Linked DNA regions of Gossypium hirsutum: region 1 is linked to region 2. Evidence: chromatin contacts called from public Hi-C data. All regions are on one chromosome and are shown on one strand. The core of a region is the stretch at or near the end of the contact, and the rest is flanking DNA. Distances in the headings are between cores, read along the strand shown. Region 1 holds the start of LOC121221161. Region 2 holds the start of LOC107891947 (probable serine/threonine-protein kinase SIS8).

Region 1 (7,202 bases), core at 1,748-4,247, 200 kb after region 2:
TGCATTAAAATTCTTAGTCATCAAAACACTTACAATAGATAAAGTTTGATAGTTTCTAGAGTTGTGTCCAACCATGAAACACTTGTGACACTTTATCTTCCTCCCTTTTCTAAACAGTTTACTCCCACTCCCACCCTTCTCTCCCCTTTCTCTTAATCTGCTCTTTTTTGGTCTCCCAAGCATTTTTCTTAAAATGAGGGGATCAATTGGTCCTAAAATGGTTTTTAACTAAAATTTCTCACTTGGGATAACAAGCTATATAAAGCCATACAATTTTTTAAACACATCTTTTTTAAACCCCTTATATACAAAATCAGAAATATCAGTTTTTTTTCTACAAAATGGCTGCAACAACGTGAACATGGGATGCTAGTGAGATCCTATCTCCTACAATTACATGACCATTGAAATAAGTCAACAACTACAACATCATTGAAGTTTGTTATTTCAGACCCTTCTACTCCATTCAATTTAACATAACAGTATGAACTCATTTGGATACTCTTCTGTAACTTCTGACCTATCTTAGGATAGAATTGTTCATTCCAATTTTTACATTTGGCTAAATTGTTTACAATCACCCTCATTACATACTGTCTAATTTCTTGTAACATGGAAATAATAGACATTGACTTAGCTCCTAAAATTGCTGCAGTAAAGGACTCAACAAATTTGTTGTCAATTGCATCACATATAGACCTACTAAAAAAAAAGCCTTTGACAATTGCTCAAGATTAGTTCTAAGTAGACTTACCTTGGCACTATGTTTGATACTGTCAATCTTTTCGATGTGATCTTCAAAGTCAATAGGTTTATATGATTTGCATGCTCCCCAAAATGCTTGTTGCAAGTCTCTTCTAGGATTTTTGTTCCTCCAGTTGGCATATAAATGCCTTGCACTGACTCTATGCTCAACCCTTGGCAACAACTCAAATATCTCCTCCATCAATCCCTAAATGCAAACAAAAACAACAGTATTAAATGGTTGTTTAATAAATTAAACATAGAAGGAAAAAAATATTTAAGTAATGTCCCTAACATACCTTTTGTTTATTAGCCATGAACGTGAATCCAAAACCATCGTCAATTTGTAAATCTGAAATAATATTCTTAAGAAACCAACACCATGTTTCTCTATTTTCATTCTCCACAATTGCTTGCGAAATAAGGTAGATTTGGTCATTGCCATCTCTACCGATAGCAGACAGAAATTCCCCCTTAAATATCCCCTTCAGAAAACATTCATCCAGACAAATAAAAGGTTTACAACACTGTAAAATCCCTTTTCTCAATACACTAAACCCTACATAAAATCTCCTAAACTTGGAAACCTCAGTAGAGGTTGGTCTTTCTACCATCACCTCTATATGGCCATCCGGATCTGCCTTTCTAAGTGTATTTGCATAGTCCCATAGTCTATTAAACTCATAACTTACCTTTCCATTGATCTCCTTCAGTGCCCATCTCCTAGCCCTGCTACATGTACCCCTACTCAGATCAACTTTCAACTCTTCATTGGCTAGTTTTTGCATTTCAATTAACTTAAACTTTGGAATCACTCTGATTTTACTTAAGAAATGCTCCCCACCAACTTGTAAGATGCCCTTTTGTTCTTAAATGTTATTGAACACTCATAAGTTTCTATGAAGGTTTTTATCTTGTAAAATTCATCACTGTTATCTACAAAAACATATATTCTAAAAAGGCACCCATCTTCCCTACACCTAGCTCTAGTCCTACCCTTTTCATTCCTAAGGTAGACAATATCAAACCTCTTTTTTATTACATACTTTGCTAAAACAATCTTCAATTCCTTTTGTCCCTTAAACATCATACTTTATAAGAGTTAACATTATATATCAAACATAAATTTAGCTGAGATTTTGATTTTAAATCTTAAGAAAAGAAATTTAAGGCTTCGTTTGATTTTTAAAAATAGTTTTATGAAATCAAATAAATTTATGAGAAAATTAAAAAAAAACAAAATTTTTAGATAGAATTTGAAAAAAAAAATAGAAAGGAAATTGAGTTATTTAAATTTCTTCTTGAAATTATTCACAACTTTTTGAAAGTCTCTAATATATTTATCCAAATAAATAAATTCATTTTTAAAATCTTAAAAATCTTAATACAAATGAAATCACCCTTACAAATCTTTAAATCAAACACACTCTTATTATTATTTTTTCTAGTTTTAAAAAATATTTCAGTGAAAACACTGAAAATAATTTGTTTATTATCTTTTAATGTTTACATATTTTTATTTTTTAAAAATAATTTTTAAAATATTCAACCAAACATGTCTTCTTTAATATTTTTATATTTTGAAGAAAACAAAAACAAAAAAGAAGAAGACTTTTTTGAAACCAAATGAATTTTCTTATTGCATTTGAATAAAGGTAAGTTTGATTCGGTTCAGTTAGGTATTTTAGATTCTTTTAATGGTCCATTATAATTCATTTTGCCAAGTTTAATTCATGATTTTTATAGTAATTTTAGGCTTTGATTTTTTTGAATTTATTTTGACAAAATCATTTTGTTTTATGATTTTTGAACGTTATTAGATAAAACTTTAAAGTTTTTTTCATAAATATTTATAAAAAATAATTTTTCAAGTAAATAAAAATGAGAACATTTGATGCATTTACTATGCATAAATTTCGTGCACCATCGATAAAAAATAACATGACGCATAATAATTAAATAAAACAAAGAATAACAGATTTATAAATAGATACAAATAACTTTATTTAAACATAATTAAATAATAATTAATTATAAATAAATGTGAATACTTTAGACTCGAGGCTTGAGACTTGAGACTCTAGACTCTGAACTCTTGAACGCAAAATCTTAAATTCGAGAGTTATTAATATTTATTTGTAATTGTTTTATATATTTTTTTGTTTTGAAAAATATTTGATGTTGGAATTAAGCCTAGGGTAGACCCCTAAACAAATAATTAAGAGGGAGAGATGGAGATTTTTAAATAAATAAATAAAGCCGAGGTAGCAAACTGCCAAACATTTTCCGAATCCCACCTCTTTGTTTATTTCTTTCCCTTCTTTTATCCCCCACCTCCATTATCACTCTCCCCTCCAAGCTTTTTTATTTTTTTTATTTCATATCCCAAAAACCAGCCACGCCCCCACTCTCACCCTCATTTCTCCTCCCTTTCCCATCCCCATACCCACACCACCTTTGCCATGTCTCTAGTCCCCTTCCCTTTCTTTCTCTTCTTCATCTCCCTCTTCTTTGCCACTTTTTCCTTCACTATATCCAGCCCTGACGCCCTCAATGTCCAATCCCTCCCTCTATCCACATCCCCACCTGCAACGATCCCTGCATTTCCAGAGCAATCCAATGTCGTTGGTTGTCCACTTGACTTACCTGAACAACTCTTTCACAGCGTTAAGAACGCTTGTGGCACTAAGATAAACAATGGGGTGGCGAGTGAGCTCCACCGCAGCCGCTGCTGTCCTGTTCTCGCTGCATGGCTTTACGCCGCTTACTCCGCCACCGCCCTTGGTGGGGTTGGAAGAGTAGTGCCAGCGGTTGCGGGGCGTACCCAATCTTATGACATGCCATTGCTGCCGGATGACTCGGAAACCTGTGTGGATGACTTAGGGAAAGCTCTGAAACAGAGAGGCGTGGAGTTGGCTAAACCGAACGAGACATGCGATGCGGTGTATTGCTATTGTGGCATCAGGCTTCACCCATTGACTTGCCCTGATGCTTTCTCAGTGGACCAAAAGGGCAACCTTGTTGGGGATGACAGTGTGGAGAGATTGGAGAGAAATTGCTTAAGTAGCAGCTCCAATGTTAATGGATTTCCAGGTCTTGGGGGTTGCAACAAGTGCTTGAAAAGTCTTCATTTGGTAAATTTTCTTCTTCTTCTGTTGTCAACTGAAGATCTAATTAGGGTTTTCACACTTTTTTGGCAAATTGGGAAAGTGGGTTTTTTACTTTTTTTTTCTTTTTTCCTTTTCCATTTCTTTAAGCAGCTTAAAGGGGGAAATCTAAGTGAAGAATCCATGCCAATGGGGGAGGATGAATAGGGTATTAATTTAGCTAACTTTTTAATGTATACTGTTATTAATTGAAACCATCATAATCACGCTAAGCTTATTTAGTGGAGTTTGGCAGTATATCAAAATCCCAAATGCATCCAAAGATTGGTTGTGGATCAGATGTTTAACACCCAACTTGTCTTTAGTTTTTAATGAGCCAAGTGTTACTATTCCTCTTGCTAATGGGAAAAACAATGTTGTTGGTGCAGCTCAACAAGAAGAATGCTTTGAACACAAGCAAGTCAGAAGAAAGGACCACCAAAATGCGCAACAAAGATTGCCAGCTGATGGGTCTCACATGGTTGCTCGCCAAGAATCGGACCTCTTACATTCGGACGGTTTCCGCGGTTTTACGAGCGATGATGATGAGCAAAGATGGTTCGAGCCCTTCTTCCTGCACCTTAAACAGCGACGGAATGCCGCTACCGGTCGATTCTTCTGAAATATATGATCAGTCGTCATCGGTTACCTTTAACTTATCCCAGCATCTGCCGGTTCTATCGCTTTGCTTGTTGCTTATCCACCTTGTTGTATTATCATACAAGTCTAGTTAGAGGGCATTGATATGGCTTGTTGTTGCTGGTGTTGATGTTGATGTTGATGTTGATGTTGCTGTTGCTGTTTTTTAGGCTGTAAAATTCTTTTGTTTCAGTTAGTTTGGTGTGTGAGTTTAGATCTGTGAAATTTATGGGCTTTTCCCCCTGAAAATTTAAGAATTTTGGTTCAAAATGGTAAGTTTGAGATGTGGGGCTTGTTGGCATGTGCCTGACTCAGCACTGCCTCGTCTTGTAAGGACAAAATGTGGGGGAAACTGGTCATCAATTTGTTGGCATCCTTGGGGGGAATTTTAACACACTAATGCCATTCACGAGAAATTCATGAGTTGTCGCGTCTCCCAATGAAGATATTAAGAAGTGGATGCCATGCCAAATGCCCAATTATTTGGGTCAATTATGTAATGATCCTCATTAAATCTTTACCCTCAATAAAACACACATCATTATAACTCTTATCTACTAGGAGTTAAATTGTATTTCATTTCTGTTATTTAAAAATAGATAAATTAATCATTTTAATTTGACAAAATAGCTAGGTAGGTATATACGAACATACAAAGATTGGTTTTTAACAGTAAAAATAGATGTAATTTTTAATAGAAGGATTTGTTTGTTTGTTTGTTTATCTAACTCACACTGATTAATTTGTCTATTTTTTAATTGAGGGGGCAAAATATAATTTGACTTCTAGTACAAAGATTTTCATGGTATTTTTACCTCAACAAAACAGACATGAATGATACTTTAATTGTACTAAAAACATAACAATATTTTTAATGTTAATATATTTTTTGTATGCAATATAATTTAATGGGTAGGGATCCATTTACGCCCTTTTGTATATCTTTTGTATATTTTTATATAATTAATATTTTAATGATCTAATAGTTGAATTTATTAATATAAATGTACTTGTAAAATATGTGAATTTTTTATTTGATCTGATATCTCTGTCATGTCGATCTAAAATACTGGATATATAAATATTTATTGAATTGTTAGAATTTTTTTTACACAAAACATATAGTTAAAAATTTTTATTTTATGTCAAATTTTACATGCACAATCTATATGAATGGAATATGAAATACGACAATCAAATCATTAAAGTAGTAGTTGTGAAAAAATACAAACGAATGTAAAATTAAAATAGTTTTATATAGTTGTAAGTGAATCTCACCCCTAATTAATGCTCCTCTGTTACACTAAACTTGTCACGGTAACATTTTTTAATTTTGATTAGCATTTATTATAGATGTAATTTTGAAAAGGAAAATATTATTAAAACATTAAATGAAGTAATTTTTAAATATATATTTATAAATTTTGATTAATTGATAAATTAATATATTTAAAATAATTGAAGTCAAAACTAAAAAATTAACTTAAAAAATAAAGTAAACTGTGACATTTTCCTGGGATGGATAGAGGGAGTAGTGGACGAAAATTCCTATTGTTCATGATATAGTTAAATAATTTTAAATTTATTAATAAAAATCGTTATATTAGATTACCAAGTGATTTTATATACTTGATTTTAAGTTAAAATATGCTCTCTCTTTTTTTTAGTCTTCATAAAATATGACATTTATTCCCTATATTTAAAAGTTAAAAAAATTAATTTTTTTATCCTCTAATTTAAAAGTTTTAATTCAATAATTGTTGTTGTTGATAATTTTATTAAAATTTATCGATTTAATATATTTTATTCTCGTCAATCATATACATGAAAGTAGCGTTAAATTAATAAATTTTGATATGTTATTGGGTATGTTATATTATAATGTTTAATTTATCTGATCAGAATATAAAATTTTATAGTTTAATTTGATAACATATAAAATAATCTAGAAAACACATTTTTATTAAATTGCCTTTGTAAAATCTAACTTTTTTATTCATTCATTATTGCACAAAGGTTGAGAGGTTTTTGTAATAAATTAATTTAGACAGAGTCAATTCAAGTTTTAAAAATTTTGGGTTATTTCAAGTTAGATAAGTTTTGTGTTCGGGTCATTTTAAGTTTGAGGGTTGGGTTTTTCTAGGTTAGGTCATTGCGGGTTTGGGTCATTTCATGTTTAATCATTTTGGTTTAATTTAATATATAGATTATGTTGAATTGGATCATTTTAGATTCAAGTTATTTGTATGTTTAAGGTTTAACTATTAAAGTCGATAAAATTTAATTTAAAAATAAAAATAAATCAAAGTTAAATAAGTTATTTAATCGATTTAAATGTATTATAAAATTAATAATTATTAGAAATAATTTTGAAATAAAATATAATAAATTATTATAAATTTAAATTAATTAACCTATAATATATGAAATCATAAAAAATAAAATCTTTTTCAATTGAGGAAAATAGTTATTGTTATTTATTTTATTTTTAAATTATCACTATGCTTTTTTTTTGTTGATATTTTTTATGTTCATTTTACGGTCCATGCTTAGGTTTCGTGGTTGCTCTCCTAATAATGTTATCTCTAATATTTGAACTCACATCTCTCCTTGAAAATGTAATGTACCTTATCATTGCACCCTACACTTGTTAGCATCATTATAAATATTTTG
Region 2 (7,352 bases), core at 4,638-7,137:
AAGTCTCCCGTATTCTTTTAAGCCACATTAGCAGCTTATATTTTGTAGCTGATAGCCTTACACGCAAAAAGATTATTGCAAATCATCCAAGTTGACTTACCAGCCAATAAGCATGATAGAAAATCATCCATTCTATATGATAGTAGAAAATTCTTAATGCTTCTCAATGACAGCAAAAATTAAAATATTTAGACCCAGAGAGGCCATTAGACATAAAAACTAAGCAGGAGAAAACTCACAGTCCCATGCCAGTCTCCACGATAAACCTCACCATATGATCCTGCAACAGAAAAGATGCACCAAAATAAAGATAATAGATCACATTAACTGAAAACAACTGCAATCAAAATATCTACCCAAGAAAAAGCATGGATATATAGGAATTGAATTGGTCAATACCAAGTCCAATACGCTCGCCCAAGGTGATATCTTCCCATGGAATCTCACAATCTGCAATATCTTCAAGTGCAACATCCGACTTTGAACTATCATTACCAGCTGATTTATCAGATATTCTCTCACCTTCAGAATTGACCCCCAAAGCATCATGCTCCCTTTCACCACTACATCGTGGCTCACTGCCAGCTGAGTCAGCAACTACATCATTAAGCTCATTTTGCTTAGACACCGCTGCACTAGTTGCCACCATAGCAGCAGCAGCAGTAGCAGCAGCTGCTACAGGAAGTTCAACATTTGAATCAGTGCAAGACTTTGATGCAGCAACTACCATTGAAGATGCAACAACAGCAGCCGCTGCTGCCGCTGCTGCAGCAACTGGAACATTTCTGGAATATTGAATGGGAACTGCATCAACTTGGGATGACGCGGGAGGTCCAATGGCTTCCCTGGTATCCACTGGATAAGTGATCCTTAGGCCTTCCCCATGTATAAGATGCTCAGGTTGGTTATGAGGAGAGCTTGCTTTAGCATATACTTTGCGATGGGGTAGAGGAGGCAAGCAATGAGAAGGTCCAAAATCATCTTGATTCTTAGATTCACGAAGCCCAGTGCTCTGTCTGTTTTCATCCTTAGTCTCAGCTGACAACCTGACTTCAACAGTCGATCTATCTAACTGCTCGGAATAAATCTCAGTAAATAAGTTAGGAGGAGCAACAACACCACTCTCAAGCAATACATCATGAAGCTTTTGAGCTAATTGTGGATTCTCCTTGGCAGCGTCAATCATATACTGTGAGACATCTTTCACCTTCATCCTACGCACGGCAGGAGAGCTAATACCTTCTGTCCAGGAAGGAGATCTCGCATGTGCATAAGGATAACTAGGTCTGTTTGGAAGTTCTCGAACAAGCACCTTCTCCATGTTGTAAGGGACTTTCAGGTCTTCTATGGGTTCCTTGGATTGCTCCAGTTTTGTGGTTGCCCCAGATAAATCTACAAAAGCATTAAAATCACCTCTTTCATCAGATTGGTTTCCTCCAGCAGCAAAATTTTTTAACCTGGATCTCCTCTCCATTGTCCCAAATTCAGAATTATCTTCAATAGAACTCCCAACCCCACTACTAGAAGAGGCCATATGAGATGAATCAATGTCTCTAGACAAAGGACTGGAAAAGAAAGAATCATCATATTCCACATGAGATCCAGCTACATCAGAAGGAATAAGTGTGCCAGGATCAGCCATTAGGTCAACAATGTATTCCCTGAAAAACATATGAACCCCTTTGATAAATAGTTGAGTTTTTGCAACCTATTTCAACAATTTTCAAACCTAGAAGCAATTCTAGCCTACAGAAAATCTAGTCAACCAACTTTTGAATAAAAATGCAAGAACCACAATGCAAATCCAGAAATAGACATACATATATATATGAAAAATATAGACGTCTGTATAGAAGGTAGTACAGAACATAATCAAACAAAAGAAATACATTGAATCAAATGAAATCATCTACAGTTGCCTACATAAGAAATGGTAAAATATGTTCTACTCCCGAACAAAAAGAACCTAAACAATTCATATGACTTACTTGTAAGGTAAAAAAAATAAAAATATACATCATAATAGAAATCACCTTCCATCATCAATCTTTACAAAATTTATTGCTACATCGTCAGAACCTGTGTATCGCTGACCCTTCACCAACCGGCAAGGAATGCCAGCACTGTCAGCCAAAACCTAGGCAACCACAAAGAAACAACCATTACTTACAGAGATCATCACAATCACGCCATAAACCAAACTACTTAAAAAGGTGTCCTTCCTGAAGGCAAGTATGCAAGAGGTGGGTGCTCATTGTACATGACCTAAAACAATAAGCAACATGAATGGGACAAGTTTTGTGGGTGGGAAAAAAGCAACAATGAAGAGCATCAAACTAACCAAAAATATCTAAAGCGCATGTTGGAGAATGATATGCTTAGAGGGCCATTTTGAAATCATTAACTGCTTCCACTTCTCCTCACAATCATAGTTATTTGTACTGGAAATATCTAATAAACTATCAACATCACTGAACTAATTGTCAATTCCAACGACATGGCATTGGTTGTATGGAATTATTTTTTTAATTGTTCTTGTAAATCTTGAGAAATCCAGTTGGCACTTGGCAGGCTAACACCTGAATAGAAAGAAAAGAAAAATAAACAAACGGGGCAAATACCTTGAATAACAATGCACGATGACAAGCCAACCCAATTGTTAAAGAGCCAAGAGGCAAAACCATGCTGCCCAGGGTAGCTTTTAAACTGTAACTAAGACTTCTCCAGGATCGTGACATATTGTCTGGATCCGCAACAGGTCCACCCATATAATCAGAAACTAGAACTGCAAGTTTTTGCACCAGATTGCTGCTTACAAAAGCCAAAGGTTCTGATCTTAACTTTGCAGTCATCGCTAGTGCTTTTCGTTCAAGTTTCAACAAATTTGCATCAAAAGCCCTATTGACCAAAACTGCTTCCTGAGAGACATTGTCCGACACCAACTTCCCTTGCAGAACAAGAAGTGAAGGCATTCTTTCTGAAGTGGATTCAGTTAGAATTCCATACAGGTCATAAAAGCCATCCAGGATCTTGTCATCATAATCAAGGGAATTATAATTCTGTGAAGCACGGACAAATCTACGATATGAGCTGGGTTAGCAAGGAATAAACATATAGCAAATAAATCCCAGAAAGCTAACTTGGAAGTGGGAAGGAATCTAGCAATCAAAAGTAGATATTCAGAAAATCCAAAATGATACATTAGCAAATTTAGCCATAACTTCTTTTTTCTTAAACATGGAGAATCTAATAATCCAATGTTCAAATAGTTTTTTTTTTTAACACTCAATAAAATTCTAACGATTCAGAAAAGCAATTAAACCACTTCTGACTTTTGGTGTTATAGATGACCTTTGTATATAAGTTAAAACCATAATTACCGAGAATCACTTAAAATATTTAGCGCCATGAATATCTTATTTATATGACATCAAAAATCAAATTTTGGAGTACACCACAAGTTCACTAAAATATGACCTGGAATAATCTAACAGTTGATAAAATCTTCCTTGATTTAAAAGATTAATCCAAATCTAATTGAATTTGAATCCTAAAAAATAAAATTAAAAAAAAATCAACAGCTTGAACCCAACCCCCAAAAATATCAAATTCAAAATTACAAACCCAAGATTACCTAAATCTAAAGCAACTCGAAAACAAAAAGACCGAGATTTGATTCAACCCTCTAATTGCTCGACTTGCACATTTAATTTCTTGGAAGAATAACAAAATAAGCAAAGTTCATGAGTTCAGTGTAAACCATAAACCAGACTATTACAGTGAAAGTCTCAAAACATATGCTTTTCTCAATGGATTGAAAGGATCCATGAGCTTACAAATATAATTTAGTATGTCCATTCAACTAAGAAGCAGCAATGAAAAATTTACAAAAGAGCTTTATCTAAAAGACCAATTTCAGTTTCTGACTATGTTAGCTGAAGATAAGAAATAAATGGACTATGGACTTTACACTTAAAAGAACAGAATGTCAGACGATGATTTAAATAAACCTCGAGGCTAGATCTAAAGGGGATAAATTCAAGTCCAATAAGATTAACCAACAGACAAGAAATAAACAACTAGCCAAAATGAAAAACCCTCATACTAATTCCTCAAAAAAAGCCATCAAAATCGAAGATTATGAAACTAGATGTCCCTAGACTTTTGCCAGCATATACCTAGTTTCAATGTAAGCCTTCTACCAACATTTTACCAACTCTAGCAAAAGGTTGTCATCAGTGACATGAGCAACAATACTGCCTTTCTATTGGGAAGATGATAAATGTAAAGCAGCACTAATAGGGAATTTGGAAACTTTGCTTAAGCTTTGATGATGCTATTTATAATCATATTTCTTAGTGGAATGAAAAAATGAAAAGGATCACGACTCACAATCACCACAAGCGCAAGGCAGACCCCTCCTCAGAACATTATTGGATTTGGTTTTGAAAGTATTTCTCCCCTTAAAGCATAAATTACCTTCATGCCAGAAATTCATATGCCAAACTTTTCCAATTTACGAAATAAAGTTTACATGCAGTTCAAGATGAAACAGAAAAGAAATATAAATAAATTAAGGAGAAAAGATAATATACATTTCATGCAATGCAAAACAGTTGGCTAAAGCTAAACCTATAGTATATACTTGGATAAATTGCTTAAACTCAACCGAGATAATTAGATTAAAGTGGGGAATGAAGAGGGAAACATACCCAATATCTATATGCAATAACTTCAGCTGGGGTATTCTCTGGAGCACAAGAGCCTAAACTAATTTGCTTAACAGCTTCAATCTGAGTTGCCTCAGGATCCTCTCTGGCACTCAACTCCAAAGCCAATTGTATCTGATATTCCTCTTCTACATCAGGATCCCTTGAGTTACTAGACCCTGAATCACGCCTTACTGCATCCAAAGCAGCCTCTAAAGCACTAGTAGTAGCTAAATCAGCAGGTTCCATAGTTTCCTCCCTCTTCACATTTGAAGAAGATGGTGGACTGGGACTTTTTCTATTAGCAACTGAATTTAACCAATTGGAAAGAACAGATAATGGTTTATTGTTGTCAGGACTATGATGAGGCCTTGACTGTAAAGGCCTATCACTAGATGATGATACAATACTGGACTTGTTACTCTTCGATGAAGTTGACCCTTGTACATCTTCCGATTGATTAGACATCATATGCAGTTTCTTGAGGAAGTTCTTCATATTATTTCACTAAGATATAGCAGCCAATGCTAAAGAAATAAAAATCTGGCCATAAACATCTCCATTGTCTTGGACCAAGCATGAAATCTAAAGTTTAAACTAATCCAAAAACAAATTTAAGAACCCCTTTTTCTTAAAAACCCAATTACCTTCTACCTCTCGAGATTTCCCAAAAAATCAACCCATCAAATCCAAAATCCAAAACCACCATAATCACAAAACAACCAAGCAAAGTTAGTCAAATATCAGAAAGGCCCAGATACTTCAGGTCAAAGAAAACACCCCCACTTTCCTCATACAAAGAAATCCACCAAAAAAAAAAGGAAAAAGAGTTTAACAGCACACAAAGAAGCAAACAGTTTCTTTCAGCTTCAACAACTAAATAAAAAACAACAAAAAATTCCAATACCCAGATTAAGAAAAAGAATGGATCTTCCTTTTTCGGATATAGATAGTAGAGAAGAAAGCATAGAAAAGGGGAGTAGTTTGGAAAATATATATATTTAAAAACAAGTGAAGGTAAACACTAAACAGAGGGTAGAGAGAGAGAGAAGGAGCAAAGGACTAACAAGTGGGATTGTAGGACCCCTCGGAAAACAACAACAAACTCTGACCCACTTGATTTATAGAGCAAAGGCCAACAAGGATTTTCGATGTCCCAAATGAAAAAGGAAAAAAAGTTTTCCAGTTTTTGGTGGCAAAAATACTTTCTTTTTATTTCTTTTGTTTCTTTCTTTCTCTCTCTCTCTATATTCTTGTCGTCCCCAAACTCTGCTTACAACTTGGAAGGTGGTGGCATGATGAGTTGGAAATTTGAGGTTAATGGAATCATATTTAACCATGAACTTCATTTCAATGACTTGCTGATGCTTTTTTTCTTTTCTTTGTGGTGATTAATTATTTGTTACTTTAATTTTGTAAAAAAATTATTTTAGTTTTCATTTAATATTTTATTTTTTTAATCTTTTAAACTTACCTTGATTATCAGATCATTCTAAAATAGATGAAAAAGTTATTAACTTTTGACACATCAGCAATTAATTAAATTTAAAATTTTTAAATTATTCTTTTTGTAATTTTTTATTTTTTATTTTTAAAATTTAAAAAATTCATAAATTATTAACGTGGCATCCAAGTGATAATTCATGTGTATACAGTCAACAAAATTAACAAACATTATTCTTTTTCATCTATTTTGAGTGATTTAACAAACAGAGCAAATTTAAAGGATTAAAAATGATAAAAAAATTAAATAAAGGACTAAAATAATTTTTTTTATAAAATTAGAGGATTAAAAAAGTTATTATACTTTTTCTTTTTAGCTTTTAATTTTATTGTTTGGTTTTGGGTTTCTTCTGCCTATTTTTAATGTGATTTTCGTTTTGTCAGCTTCTATTCGATACCAAGTTTGAAGACAAAAAGTTGTTCTAACTTCTATTCCCATGAAATTTACTGCAATGGAAAGTAAAAAAAAATGTTTTTTTTTTTTAAGATTACACCTTCCGTAAGGCAATTACAAATTACGGCCGCTTTTGTAAAGTTTTTTTTTTTGGTAAAATTTTAAGGTTAAAATATGCTATTAGTATCTATACTTATCTAGAATTTAAAATTTAGTCCCTATACTTTAAAAGCTAAAAATTAGTGTCCAACCATTATCATTATTTATAATTTCTGTCCAAAATTGTCAACTTTACATGTTTAATTTTTTTGTCAATCATATTCAACGTTATACGAAGACGGTCTAATCAATATGCCAACTTGATAAATTTTGACAAAAAGTACTAAGAATGTTAATGATTAAACTGAAATTTTTAAATAAAAAAATAAAAAGACTTAATTTTAACCTCTTAAGTATAGAAACTAAATTTTAAATTTTATCCAAGTATAGAGACTAACAACAATTGTTAATCAAATTTTATCTAAATATCTTGTTTTTGAGTGAACTACAATCAAAACTTTTGTAATAATAAAAATTAGAATCAAATGTACTTTGTAAGAATTTATCTAATACATCTAATAACCCTTATAAAAGAAATTTGATATAAATTAAAACTCTACTTATCAAACAAATATTTTATATACTTAATATATACACATATACATACTTAAGTTTATCTTTTAAAAATATTTAATCATTTCAATGTA

Evidence for each region. A called contact is a pair of places that touch in the nucleus more often than the background predicts.
Region 1: a contact with region 2 is called in a Hi-C map of leaf, with 2.0 times the contacts expected there. The contact joins the promoter of LOC121221161 here to the promoter of LOC107891947 in region 2. A contact is called at or near these places in 2 of 34 Hi-C or Micro-C datasets (both in leaf).

The regions. Positions count from the first base shown.
Region 1 is chrD09:26,753,633-26,760,834 of Gossypium_hirsutum_v2.1, reverse strand. LOC121221161 reads left to right here and starts at 2,997. Exons shown (of 2, transcript XM_041101755.1): 1 at 2,997-3,878; 2 at 4,280-5,082. The coding sequence starts at 3,207. The coding sequence ends at 4,624.
Region 2 is chrD09:26,952,006-26,959,357 of Gossypium_hirsutum_v2.1, reverse strand. LOC107891947 (probable serine/threonine-protein kinase SIS8) reads right to left here and starts at 5,887. Exons shown (of 13, transcript XM_016816875.2): 1 at 4,713-5,887; 2 at 2,622-3,059; 3 at 2,034-2,137; 4 at 400-1,661; 5 at 240-280. The coding sequence starts at 5,207.